Linked DNA regions of Mus musculus: all the other regions are linked to region 1. Evidence: chromatin contacts called from public HiChIP or PLAC-seq data. All regions are on one chromosome and are shown on one strand. Each heading gives the region's core, a stretch centred on a gene start, on an enhancer-like site or on the middle of the called end of the contact. The rest is flanking DNA. Distances are from core to core; before and after follow the strand shown.

Region 1 (4,664 bases), core at 601-3,100:
CAGATGTCTTGTCTCCAAATGTCCCTTGCTCTTGATGCCTAGCTTTCTTATTTACCTGTGTCGCATCTCTGTCTGATTGTTCTTAATTGAGGAGATAGGGGCTTACCCAAGGTGATTAAAATATTTGATACAGAAATTTGAAGTAGACTGAGCTAATCAGGAAGCTGAGGCAGAAAGATCTAGAGTTTAGGGCAGGTTTGGGCCTCATTGCAAGAATATAAAAAGAAGGAAAGGAAGGGAGGGTAGAAAAGAGGGAAAGAAGAAGAAAATAAAAGAAGAGAAAAGAAAGAAAGTTGCAAGTATATCTGATCAAGTTTTGACCAAACCATCAAAGAAAGTCCAGAAACAAAGTATTTCTACTGCTTTGTCAGACCGTGTCTCATTCATTATCTACATTCACCAACGAAGCGCTTCCCTGGCCACAAGAGCTCACACTTCAAGTTGGAAAATTTCTTTATCTCCTTTATTGTGGCAGCTAGCTAGCCACCTGGCCCAACCTTTACATCAGAGCTCAGGTAAGGCAATCTTTGCCAGAGGCCAGCCACCTACACGAAGCCTGAGGTCAAATACTTTAAAGTCCATGGCAGGAAACAGGCTTGTGAGCCACTGACCGTGTATGGGTATTTCCATCTTTAAGCCCTCCCAGGACCCTCTCATTCCTCCCTCTTCACAAAGGATGCTGGGGGGATTCCTACTTACCTGTCTCTGCAGTAAACCACCTCAATCCAGTCCCTCTGCTCGGTGTCCCTTGTGACCTCCACTGAGTTTGACAGGTTAATAGACCGATTTCCTGGCCGCCCAATGATGCAGAGCACGCTTGCATTTTCTGGAGAACTAGATAAAGTAAACGATCCAGTGTCTGATATTTGTCACCATGAAAGCTGAGCGGAAGTTATTTACTAGACTAAAAGCACCAGGTAGCTAGAAATTGTCTTCACACTCCTTGACATTTGCAAATAACAGGTAGCCAACTGCAAAATGCCATCTTTTCGACAATCCACAGTCATGTAAACATGAACTCTCAACAGCTCTGGCTGGCTGTACTGGATCTGCACAAGAATGGAGCCATCCATAGCTGGGCACAGATTCAGGAGGAGCCCTTACTGTTCAATTATTTCCTTTGAACAGACAAAGAAAATGAGGGAGTCATTACCTTCTGTTGTGTCCCTTTTGATAACAACAGCAAGTGCCAATCCTGTGGTCACAGGGACACCTCTGATTAAACTAAACCAAAACTTGAGCATCTGGGAGAGGGACAAGTTGGGGAGGAGGGGTGGAGGGGCAAGAAGGAGATGAGAGAGGGTAGGAGGAAAGAGTAACCGGGATGTAATTTCATATGCATATGAAATTGTCAAAGAACTAGCTACTCCACAATAGTGACAAAGAGAAAGTCACATTTCTAAGTTAGCTGAACTATGGCAACAGCTGCTTCTTTAGCACTGAGCAGGAAGTTACAGTCCCAAGACACCCTTGGAGCATGGAGCTGAAGGACCACATGGAGTGATGCTAATGTCTCAGATGAGAGGGAAAATTGACCCAGACAGCAGAGGAGTACCAGAAGAGCCTGGGATGTGGCTCAGGATGAGAAAACCCATCACGGCTGATTCATAAAAAGCAGGGCTCAGTTCATTTTATCATGTCTTCAGTTTGAAAGAGAAAGGAGACTTCGTGGTAGCAGAAGAGCAAGGGGGTGGGGGTGGGACCGGGGAAGCAGGCGGGAAGGCATGTCCCAGGTGGGTTTACTTCCCTAAATCTCTAAGAAACATACTTTTGAATTCTCACCAGAAGACTTTCCTTACATTCAAAGCTGTGTGACTTCAGGAAGTTGGTATTTAGCCAAGAATTTAAAGATTGCTTTCTTTATTAGGTAATGGCATAACATTTGAATTTGCTAATGCTTTTGGAATGCTAGTCGCTTTTGAAAATCGAAAATGTGAAATACATTTGAAGACATTTAAAACATGGGGGTGGGTTTTTTTGAGTAAAACTGCTAATTCATCTGTATCAACTTTGTGCCAAAAATAATTGAACACTGCCAACCCTCTTACACCCGAAAGGGCTAAAAGTGTACAACAAATCCCTTAATATTAGGAAGAACAGTTTTAACCATTTTGTGTATTTATTTATTTACTTACTTACTTACTTACTGATGAGACTGAGTCTATGGCTAGTTGGGACTTTATCATGTCACCCATACTCAAACTCACTTTCTCCCTTCCTCGGTCTCCCAAGTGCTGGGTTATAGTTGTATGCCACCATACATGACACCCCCCCCCCAATTTAAAACATCTCATAACATTAAAGAGAACCTAAGAATGATATATTGCTGTTGGTAGAGGGCAAATACATCGCCACTGGCAAATATTTTTTCGAATTTAGCATCTGGCAGGTTGTTCTAATATTGAGGTGTAATAACAAATAAAATACTCCCTGATCTTGTGGGATTGATCTTTTTCTGAGTAAAAGCAGAAAGTGAAAGGAATGAATGGGTAAAATAATAACTATATCATCCAAAGACAGAGGGAACTAGCCAGTCCATGGGCTGAGAGGGGTAGAGGTGGGGATTGAATTCATTTCTATATTATTTTGTATTTATATTAGTTTACATTAGTTTTTAAAAACAATTTTCATAAACCTGATCGCAAAATAAATTTATCATCTAACATGTCTATAGGTTGTAAGTATAAAACAGTTTTCACAAGGTTACAGCCAAGCTATGAATAGGGTGCATTCCTCTGGAAGGCTCCAGGGGGGAATCTATTCCCCTACCCATTGCAACTTATAGAGGCTACCCGCATTCTTTGATGCATGGCCTCATCCTGCTTCCGCTTCTGTTATCTGTCCTTCTCTGACCTTCCTTTTTATAAAAGACTTTGCAATGCTCTCCAACATGTTTAAATATTCCAGAGTTATCTTCTCTCTCTCTCTCTCTCTCTCTCTCTCTCTCTCTCTCTCTCTCTCTCTCTCTCTCTCTCTCTCTTGTCACGAAGTGTGACATAGACACAGGTTTGAGATGTTAGGATATGACCATCTTTGGAGACAAATTATTTTGTCTATCATAGGGGTCAACTGCGACTTTCATCAGGACTATCAAAGGTGGGTTCACTGGAACAATTACATCTGAGCAAGATTAAAAAGATAGGCGAGCCAAGAGGACATCTGGAGGAGGGTGTGACAGCTACACCAAATGGACTTTGGCCTGTATAAAATACAGAGCAAAGGGAAGAACATGGAGGAGACTTAAATCATAGGAAGAAAACCTTGGAAAGCACAGATAGGTGCAAAGTCTGGGAGCAGAGTCAATGAATGGAGAGCTTTGTGAGGTTATTCTGAATGGGCTATAGAGACTCTGAAAGTATCTGAGGAATGACATCACCCCACTTCCACTTTTAAAGTTTCATCAAGTGACTGTGTAGGTGGCAAAGAGTATCACATAGAATGGAATCGGCACCTTGTGAGGACGTCAGGATGCCAGAAGGGAGATGACCGAAGAGTCTGGGAGCAAGGAAGAGCTGGGTTTGCTGACATGGACAGAATGGAGTGAGATCAGCCATGGTGGCCTTGGGGCTGGAGGTGATAGAGGAGCAGTGTTGAGAGGAATAGGGGTATAGATAGACCTCTCTGACCTCTCCACAGGAGCAGCCATTAATCCTCCATCCAAGGATGCTCTATGGTCCATCTCATCTCTCCTCTTTCCTAACTCTCTACCCCTTGGGACTCTATACTTAAAGAAACCTGACTCTCAGACCACTAATAGAGATATGAAAGAGAATTACTTCTTTATTCCTTTTTAGTCAAACCCATACCAGGTCTAAGTTCCTATCTTGTGTGGCTGGTAAGAAAGGATAAAAAAAAGATCAATTCTTCAAGAGGAAGGCTCTTTTCCTACATTGACACAGGTCACACAAGGATGAGATTGTACAGAAGAGCAGCATTGAGAGCTTCGGAGAATTAGTAAAGAGTGCTCCTATAAACTGCCAGGCAACTGATCCTTCGGTAATTCAGAGCTCTGGGAGGTTTTACATAAAAAGTGTTTGCTTTGGAGCAAGGTGGAATGAAGTGGAAACTACTGGTTTCTTTGGAAACCCAGTTGTGTCCTTTGATGTGTTTTCTGGAAGCTGTCTTGTGAGAGGATGTTTGGCTGCACCAGACCCCTGAGAGGATGTTTGGCTGAAGCAGACACATGAGAGGGCATATGGTGTTCTACTGGAGCAGACGCTTGAGAGGGGGCATGGTGGTTAGAAAGAAGATGAATATAACCGCACAGACAGTGAGAGGACACTCTTGCATTGCTCTGCTGTGCAATACTTTGCTGGTCTCGCATCCCCACTCAGAAGCCTTGCTGGTCCTTGCTTGTGTTCACTTCGTAGAAACACATAAAAAAATGTCTCATGGTATTCCAGCGGATCCTTGCTTCCTCTGCTTCTGGTGACTCATGCTGATCCAGTGGAGCATTACAGTTTCTGCGAGACAGAGCAGCTGCTCCTGATTGATGTTTGGTGTTTGCTTTTGGACTGGACTGCTCATATTTTGAGAACAAAGACAAGAACTGTTCCCCAAAGAACTACTTCTAAACAGGTCCATAACCCCTTTGTCCTATTAACCATCTTTCTCCCCTACCTTTGGCCAGTGGGCTAGAAAGGAAGTTTGAAACATCTAATAAC
Region 2 (4,664 bases), core at 1,092-3,591, 450 kb before region 1:
GGCAGCAGCCAGGTATAAATAAACATCAACACCTGTTCCTTGTTTACAACATCTGCTTTATGGGGCCTTTGTTTTCCCTCTTGATTGTCAGCTTTTATCCACTGTCTCACACGAGCAGCATTCATAACAGAGGCAAAATGAACCCAGAGACAGCTTTCAATGGCCTTTGGTGTTGGCTGAGTCACTTTAACTCAGGTTGTGATAAAAATCCTCAAGGACCGATGCTACCAGAGAACATAGAGGAATCTACCCAGCTCACAGCTTTCCTGCACCTTAAAAGAAATTAGGAGGGAAAATGGGTAAGTAAGAATAGATTCATTTTCTATTTGACTGAAACAGTGGTTCTCAACCTTCCTAATGCTGTGGATGTAGTTCCTCATGTGTGATGAGCCCCCCAACCATAAAGATATTTTTGTTGCTATTCATAACTGCAATTTTGCTATTGTTATGAATCATAATGTAAATATCTGTGTTCTCTAATGGTCTTAGGCAACCCCTGTGAAAGGGTTTAGCCCCCAATGGGGTCTCACAGGCTGAGATCCACTGGGCTAAATCATTGTTTAAGGAGTGTGATAGCTGAATGGAGGTGTGTGAGTGAGTCTCCAGCCATGATAGTTACATTAGGCTGTTTTACATTAACATTTTATGACTAGTTAATTAATGAATTTTTACTTATAAACTTCTTTGAGTTTAAAAGTCTATATCTTAATAGTTTACTCCAAGATAATTCTGGATTTTGAGATTCCACAGTAAGGATTCTAGAGCCCAGATGGATACTCAAAATTAACCTGCTCAGGGACTAGGTGACTTCCTAGAATTCTGGGAATTGTAGTTCATGGAAAATAATGGCTCATAGAAAAATACAGTGGCCTATAGCTTTGCCCTTATAAACAAACTCCTGCAACATGGCCATTCTCAGCTGGGGAATTCAAGGGAATGGTCCTGACTAAAGTCCATCTCTTGGTCAGGATTTAGTATTTAATAAACTTGCTTCAAATTTAGCCCAAATGGAAAAATCAATTAGCCCAAATGAAAAAAACCTGGAAAAATCAATTTAAGGACAAGTGGCTTTGTTTTGCTTAGGAGTTGAGACTCTAGTCCATTTTGGTGGGGAAGTATGGTGGCAGGAGGGTGAAGTGGCTGGTGGCTGGGCATGCTATATCTGCAGCCAGGAGGCAAAAGAGAGATGGTTGCCGGCTCTCAGCCCACTCTCTCAGTTTTTTCCTTGGTCTGAGATCCAAGACCCTTGGATAATGTAGCCCACACTCAGTAGGTCCTCTCTCTCCAGTTAATTCCCCATAGGTATGCCCACAGGTATTACTTGTAGGGGTTCTGAATCCAGTAAGGTTGACAGTCAGGATTAGTCCATGTGTTGTGTATTCCACACTACTCACTTTGCCTAATGTGGACCCAGTCCAGAGATTACTTCTTCAAACTCAAATAGCTAACGAATAACTGCGACATATTTTATCTCAAGTTCTTTTCCCTTCATCATAGTGTCTTCTCCTGATGGCACAAGCATGTCTTTGCTACATTGTATAATTTGAACCCAATATGTTATACTTCAAGTCATGAATAAGTATATTTCTACTATATTTATGTCAGAAATATGTTACAGGAGCTTTTAGAAGAAGTTGTTTCTTTTCTTTTCTTTCTTTCTTTTTTTTTTTAGATTTATTTTATTTATTATATGTAAGTACAGACACCAGAAGAGGGAGTCAGGTCTTGTTACAGATGGCTGTGAGCTACCATGTGGTTGCTGGAATTTGAACTCATGACCTCCAAAAGAGTTGTCAGTGCTCTTAACTGCTGAGCCATCTCTCCAGCCCCCTAGAAGGAGTTTAAAGGTGGAGGTGTGGACATCCACAGTGAGTTGTGAAGGAACTGGAGAAATTTTGTTTAGAGACTGCTTTTGAAACTTTACAGCAATTTCCAAGCTGACCTGTCTTGATAAATTTAGTTTAACACATAAAAAACAAGGTTGGAAGACACTTAACTTTAACTCTGAAGTGTCACAGAAATTGCTCACCCCCTTGAGCCTTCTGTTGATCTTGATCAAAAATCAGAGGCCAAGGATGCAGTGTTGTGGTCCACAAGTCGCTCCACAAACCACGCAAACACCAATCTCAGTCAGACAAGGATAGTTTATGGAATGCACGCCCTAAGACTGATCAGATGAGAATTATCTGAGCTACAACAACAAACACTTCTCAGGGCAGGCTTATAAAGGAAAACCCCACAAAAACCATAGGTTTTTCCAAAGGTTTCCTACACAGGGGCAGGAAGTGTCCAGTCATCAGCGCCGACACAAGACATTTTGGCTAGCTAGACCGCAGAGTTATAACTGACCTTTATTCTGATTGGCTCTGTGGCTGTGGAATTTCTTAAGATTAACAAACCTCAGAACATACAGAACATAACAGGGGATACGGTCAGCATGACCTATCCTGAGTCAGTTATTTTTCTGTGGCAATGACTGGCAGGCATATTACAGCAACAAGGTGAAATAGCTGGCAGGCATGGAACAAAATGGCTACAGCTCTGCTGGGGTGGGGGTGGGCACAGACCTCAACACAGAGAAGGGTGTAGCAGAATGGCAGAGTGCAGAGTCTCTCAGCTGCATCCCGGGGGTCTCAAGTGAGCAGAGCTGTAACAAGATGGGGAATTTGCATAACTTTTGTGACTGATTTCTTCAACTGTCAAGAGGAGGAAGGTAGTCTGAAGGGAGTATTGCAAGAAATATGTAGTATATGAGGCATATATGTGTGCATGCACACACACACACATATATGTGTGTGTGTGTATATATATATATATATATATATATATATATATATATATATATATATATCAGTGATTATCAATGCCTGCACACATAGGCAAATACATACACACACCTACAAACAAGCACACACATGCAATCACACGAACACACACACACACACACACACACACACACACACACACACACACACACACGAAGGCTGCCTAGAGTTCAGATAAACCACAATGTTTCAGCTATGAAGAGTAGCTTCTAGACTATTTTCATAATCCCGGCAAGTTAGTTTTAAATGCTGGGTTTGGGGGTCAGGTAGTTTTAGGTTTCTGGTGATACTCAATATAAGAAAACATGAATGAATGAATGAATAAATGAATGAATGAATGGTTATAGAGAAAATTGCATTACACCATGCTTTAGGACTATGTCACAGGTGAAGCTGAAAGGCAAAAGGTTAGAGGGTTGGTTCTTGGTTCTCCCTGAGAACTAGACTGGCACCGTCAGTAGGTGAGGAGTCCTCGGGAGGAGCCAGGAAGGTCTGTGGTCTCTCAGAAGAGTGGCAAAGCTTGTTTCTGTTTTTAAAAGTAACTCTATTTGGCCAGGCATGGTGGCACAGGTGTTTAATTCCAACACATGAGAGGCAGGGGCAAGAGGATCTCTGTGAGTTTGAGGCCAGCCTGGTCTACATAGTGAGTTCTAGGACAATGAGGGTTATGTAGAGAGACCTTGTCGTAAACAAACAAACATCAAAAACAAAACAAAAACCCTTGCTTATTTGGTCTGTGTGTGTGTCTCTACATGTCACAACATGCACGTGGAGGTCAGAGGACAACCTATGAGAATCTTGTTCTTCTGCCATGTGGGTCCTGGGGATTGTGCTAAGGCTCGATGGAAGTGAGCACGTTTACAACTGGATCCTCTCTCTGGCCCCGAGGACATTTCTTAAAGGATCCAATGAATACTCACTGAGAGGTGGTTCTTTCAGCAAATAGGCGGGTATTCCAGGGCAGCACCTTTGTGCCTGTCCACGAGAAGATTGTCTTCTCATGGAAAACCACTGCTGCTCTGTCTGCCGTGTGTAGCCTTTTGGGTTAACTAAGCTATGTCTTTACTGCAGTGCTGTGTATCCCTTGTCCAGTGCCCTTCTCTTGATTGTCACCGAAAGAAGTCAGATCCAAATTTAAAATGTTTACCCCCGGAGGTCCTAGAAACCCCAGAGGTTCAGAAAACAGGGAGGTGGGCTGGGTGTGACCCGAGGAGAGTAAGGGGAGGAAGATGAGCGATAGATAGAAGGGGAGATGAGCAGAAATGAGGAAAAGGTGTTTGGGTGCGTGTGTGTGTGTGTGTGTGTGTGTGTGTGTGAGTGAGTGTGTGTGTGTGTGTGTGTGTGTGTGCATGTGTGTGTGTGTGTGTGTGTGTGGCTTGGAAGGCCTAGTAACTGGGTGCCTAGTGTTCTATGCTAGAGTTCCTTCAATAGCACAGTTACACCTTATTAATGTTATCTATTTGAACATTATCATTGCAAATAATATTTCACTCCTCCCCTCCCCAAATCATTGGAAAAGACTAGGGGTAGATACCTCAGTACAAGAGTGTCTAGCATATACTAGGCTCTAGGTTGAATTCCAAGTACCACAAGTAGTCGAAGACATCTCTGCTCTAAAAATCATTGGCACACACTCCATTTATAGCTTTAATAGGTAGTTAGATAGTTTTCAGTTTAAGTAGTTCCCTGCAGAATTCACTATTCACCAGAGAGTTAAGAGTAGTGGGAAAAGATTGAAAGCAAATCCAGAATTTTTTTTTTTTTTAAAATGGACACCATCTAAATTTTACCATGTAAAAAACATCGTTAGCAAACAAACAAACCTACAAACCCACAGAG
Region 3 (4,664 bases), core at 1,059-3,558, 280 kb before region 1:
CTTTCCTTGTATCATCCTTCTCTTCTCTTCTCTTCTCTTCTCTTCTCGTCTCGTCTCGTCTCGTCTCGTCTCGTCTCGTCTCTTCTCTTCTCTTCTCTTCTCTTCTCTTCTCTTCTCTTCTCTTCTCTTCTCTTCTCTTCTCTCTCCCTCCCTCCCTCCCTCCCTCCCTCCCTTCCTTCCTTCCTTCCTTCCTTCCTTCCTTCCTTCCTCCCTCTCTAACTCCCTCCCTCCCTCCCCCCTCTTTCTTTCTTTCTTTCTTTCTTTCTTTCTTTCTTTCTTTCTTTCTTTCTTTCTTTCTCTCTTTCATAGTTTCAATTATCATTTGGTCTTAAGTTCTCTTGCGACTGGTAAGCTGTAACATTTACTTTATAATTACTACATTATTTAATTAAAAACACATTTTTCTTATATACATTGTAAGAGCCATACCTAGACTCTTCATATATAATTTTGCTTCTCATTAATATTGTGTTTTTCTGCTTATGTTAGTGCTTATGCTCACCATTTTTCTTTCCATGTAAAACAGAGATCATTTAGAAATATAAAAGTCCACAATCCTGGGTTATGAATGCAATGAGCAGAGTTACTGTAATTCTGCCTTTTACCTTCTCAGTGTCTTCTGAGAGCTTCTCATAGACTTGACAAAGCCACTCTTCACATTAGGAGAAAATGATGAAATCTAAAAGCACAGGAGGTGGTCCAGAGATTCGAAAGCCCAGGAGGCCCACAGAGTCAGCTGACTCGCCCCACACTGCCAAGGACAGACTCACTCTTCTTCAGCCCTCTTCTCTGGGCTCATCTGAGTAAGTTCTCTGGGGATCTTTTATGTGATTCCATTGCTAAGAGGAGGAAGAATTTTTGGCTTAGAAACCACACGAATGGGCCAACTCACTGCCTGCGAGGTAGTGCTCATTATACAAAACTCTAAAATGTTCTTTTCGCCTAGATCAGCTGGGCTAAGTAATTTCAGATGGAACTGAGCACGGCCATTAGAGTTATAGTCAGGCTGAAGAATGCAAACAAATCACTTATCAGAATATTGTTTGTAAGAAGGATCAGGTGGCACCCAACAGCCCACCAATTCCACTCTGTACCCCGTGGGTTTTGTTGGCTTAGCCAGCCTCTTCATGAGGAATGTTGGTTTCTTAGTATAGACTTGGCATTTTTTTTTTATGTGTAGAAAAACATATGGCTATTTTAGATAATTGTGCTTGGTGCTGGTAATATTGTCACCTACTTCTCTTGTTACACATTCCAAAAGTATTGCCATATATGTGTCTCAAAGGAAGCTTAGCAAATCACAAGTGAATATTATATAGAGAATATTTCATATCTCTCTCTCTCTCACACACACACACTTCTTGGGTAAAGTACAAAATATCTTCTGTCATCAAGGATTCATTTGTTCACTGTTGTTTCTTGATTGGTAGAGGAAGTCCTGTTAGTGTGTTTTAACAGAGGTTAGCATCTTGAGCTCAACACAAGATGGAGAAGGACAGTGAATGGGTCCAGCAAGGCAATAGTAGGTTCCTGACTCGAAGATAAAAGTCCTTCTGTGTTGAAATGTATGTTTCTTGAACTTCAAAATGCATACTTGTGACCCGAGAATCTTACTGGCATTCGGGTTATGTTTTAGGAAGATGGGATGAGACCTGAGAAGATGAATTACTGTCAGGCTCTAGGTGATGCTGAGGGATGGAACTGGTTTGGAATAGCAAAGTTACAGTTCCTTTCTTTGGTCTCAAGACTTGTCAGGGATGAGCGTCTAGGTTGTATTGTGTACAGCAGCATTTCTTGCATACCTAGAGGAGAGGTGCCTTGCTCTCTTCCTTTCTTCCCCAAGCAAGAACAGCACAGAAGCAGCAGCAATTGCCAGAAATGGGTCGGCAGTATTCTAAAGGAGTAAATGGCAGCTGGCAGTTGGCCTAAGTGGCCCATGGACAGATTAGAGATTGATGGCCTGAACTTGAGGAAGCAGAGACCAACTGACTCAGGAAAGTACATAAACTACCACCACCTTGGAGGATTCCCAGGGAAAGAGGCTGAGACCCAGCTTGTTTGATAAATGGAGTCTTGAGTTGCCATAAATAATAGAAAAAATGACCTTTCTTATTTATGTTTACAGGCTGGGGAAACCTGGACTTATGGCGAATGAGTCAGGCTGTGTGTGTATGTGTGTTGGGAGTTGCTGTGTTGACTGGCGTTTGCAATTAGCTGGTGATTATTGACCATCCTGAATGCAGTAGGATCTCTCCAGTAGTAGCAACCAATGGTCTTATGAATCGACACAGCACAAAAATGTCTTCGTCTGCGCATTGGCTGCTGACTTCATTCTTGCTTCCTGGCATTCCTGGAAATGGCCTTAAAGCAGAAGAATGTTGAGGGATGAATCATCTTCTTGTCTCCTGCAGAGGAAAGCCAACATTTACCTTCCCTTCCTACGCAATTGTGTTCTTGAATCTACAAGGCAGAATGTTGACAGGTTGACTTGAGACCAATGAATCAACAGGGAAATTACTGAATGAACGAATCTATAAAGTGAAATAGAGGTTTTGTCAGCACCATCCAGGCAGCAGATGGATGGAATTCAAGAAGGGACAGTGCTGAGACCTGACTGCACATTTTTCTTTTCTGAGTATTAATGATGGAGAGTAGTTTAATCTGTGAACTCTCTCTCTCTCTCTCTCTCTCTCTCTCTCTCTCCAAGAACCACATAAACAAAAAAATCTTGGGCCGAGGCAATGGCTCTGCTAGTAAAGTGCTTAATTTGCAGAGGACCAGAGTTAATCCTGAGCAACTCATGTAGACAAAGTTGAGTGTGGTGGTGGTAGGTGATTCTAGTGTTGGGGAAACAGAGACAGGTAGATCCTGGGCTTCACCAGCCAGTCAGCTTAGCCTACTTGGTGAATTATGGATCACGTGAGAGACTTTGCCTCAAAACCAACTAACCAACCAATCAATCAACCAACCAACCAACCAAACAACCAAACAACCGTCCCTCCTCCCAAGGTGAATAACACCCAAGGAATAACAGCCAAGGTACACCCACACTCATAGGTACATGGCATGCACACTAAAAAAAGAAAAGATTCCTTGATAAATGTCGGTTGGGAAGAGTATTTAGAATAGACTGATATAGGTGCCAAGTCTCTAGATAGGGAGGGGAGCCCAGTGAGAGATAAGGTAACGGTTAGCTGGAGTATGGACAAGAGATTCTCTATTAAAGACAAATACAAATGGGATTGTTACCACTACCACCACCCCCATATAGATGCCTATGTAGTATCTGCTGTGTGCTAGCTACTGATCTATGGGCCTTCAGTGAGGAAACCTTGTGTCAGGATTATGGACATACTCTCTCCAGAGCTTTGAATGTCCAAGGTACAGTAGCTTAGTAGCTCTATCCCTTCCCTCAGCATAAAAACGCAGTAAATTTTTATTTACTGAATAGACAGGGGGTGAAGAGATATGTTGTTACTTATTTTTACTTTCTTATTTCTTCTGGTAATTTACAACTTTATCAAGTATAGGTATTGATTGCTGGCTGGCTGGATGAATTTAGAGGTGGGTCTTGCTGTATTTCCTAAGAAGGCCTTGAACTTCTGGGCTCAAATGTCTCTCTAACCTCAGTCTCTTGAGTCGCTGGGACTAGAGGCATGTGCCACTGAATTAAATCTAGCTTAGATCAAATCAAGGGGAAAAGAGTTTCTGAAGTCGACACTAAGTAAAGGTGGTTTTGAAGAAGAGAGAAAGGAGGGTCTGGAGAGAGCTCAGTGGTTAAGAGCACTGGTTGATGTTCCAGAGGTCCTGAGTTCAATTCTCACAGCCCACATGACAGCTTTAACCATCTATAACGGGATCCAGTGCCTTCTTCTGCTGTGTGGATGTGCATGCAGACAAAGCACCCACATACACAAAATACATGCATGAATACATTTCTTTCCTTTTAAGGAAAGAGAAGTTTTAATTTCTTTTGTGAAGTTTGGTGACATTTTTCACCTTTAAAAATGTGTGTGTGTGTGTGTGTGTGTGTGTGTATGCCTATGCATATGCATGTATATGAGTGCATGTGCATGCACATGTGTGTGCATGTGTGTGGGAGCATGTGTGTGTATGTGTCAGTGTGTGTGTGTCAGTGTGTGTGTGTAGGACAGACATCAGTGTTGGGTGCCTTTCCTCAATTCACTTTTGGTTCTTGAGACAGAGCCTCCCACTGAGCCTGAAGGGTATCGGTTTGGCTAGGCTGGCTGACAAATGAATGTCCAGGCTCTGCCCGACTCTCTGCTCTCAGTGCTGGAGTTAGAGATGTGAACCACCACACCTGGCTTTTTCACGTGTGTGCTGGGCTCCAACCTGGGTCTTCACATTGCACAGCAGGTACTTTATCAACACGCCCATGTGGCAAGCAGTTTTGAGTTTTACACTGAGCTCTGTGGTGTGGTCCGACAGGAATTCCCTTGGTTTTACAGTTGCCCCACCCCCTCCACCTGCCCCAGCTAGTTCATTAAAGCACAAATGAAATCTAGAAATGTGCATGGATCAACTGAACTCTTGACCCAATATTTATTGAAAATGAATCAATTTTTCCTTTGCCAGCTGCTGGTCAACCTGTCTCACCAGGAGCTACTCACTGAAAGCAAGCCATGTCAGAAACCATTGTCAAC

What was found. HiChIP or PLAC-seq counts read pairs in DNA pulled down with a chosen protein or histone mark.
Region 2: a contact with region 1 is called in a CTCF HiChIP or PLAC-seq map of the NIH/3T3 cell line, with 5 read pairs. The contact joins two enhancer-like sites. A contact is called at or near these places in 1 of 15 datasets of contacts at CTCF or cohesin (the NIH/3T3 cell line), 2 of 484 Hi-C or Micro-C datasets (embryonic stem cells and liver), 1 of 115 datasets of contacts at active chromatin or transcription factors (embryonic stem cells) and 1 of 9 other capture datasets (embryonic stem cells).
Region 3: a CTCF HiChIP or PLAC-seq map of the NIH/3T3 cell line shows a contact between it and region 1, with 9 read pairs. The contact joins two enhancer-like sites. A contact is called at or near these places in 1 of 15 datasets of contacts at CTCF or cohesin (the NIH/3T3 cell line), 3 of 484 Hi-C or Micro-C datasets (cortical neurons, embryonic stem cells and liver) and 1 of 115 datasets of contacts at active chromatin or transcription factors (fibro-adipogenic progenitors).

What each region holds. Positions count from the first base shown.
Region 1 is chr1:71,688,882-71,693,545 of GRCm38.p6, reverse strand. It overlaps Gm46094. Among named protein-coding and RNA genes, the nearest start is that of Gm30160, 37 kb to the left of the region's middle. Within about 2 kb of position 1,850, at least 35 of the 459 cell types and tissues checked have an H3K27ac peak or open chromatin away from gene starts, as enhancers often do. A contact at or near this core is called in the NIH/3T3 cell line, where this site is marked.
Region 2 is chr1:72,142,363-72,147,026 of GRCm38.p6, reverse strand. No RefSeq gene overlaps it. Among named protein-coding and RNA genes, the nearest start is that of Gm4319, 21 kb to the right of the region's middle. Within about 2 kb of position 2,341, at least 27 of the 459 cell types and tissues checked have an H3K27ac peak or open chromatin away from gene starts, as enhancers often do. A contact at or near this core is called in the NIH/3T3 cell line, where this site is marked.
Region 3 is chr1:71,968,290-71,972,953 of GRCm38.p6, reverse strand. All of the region lies in intron 1 of 4933417E11Rik (RIKEN cDNA 4933417E11 gene), which reads left to right. Among named protein-coding and RNA genes, the nearest start is that of 4933417E11Rik, 35 kb to the left of the region's middle. Within about 2 kb of position 2,308, at least 17 of the 459 cell types and tissues checked have an H3K27ac peak or open chromatin away from gene starts, as enhancers often do. A contact at or near this core is called in the NIH/3T3 cell line, where this site is marked.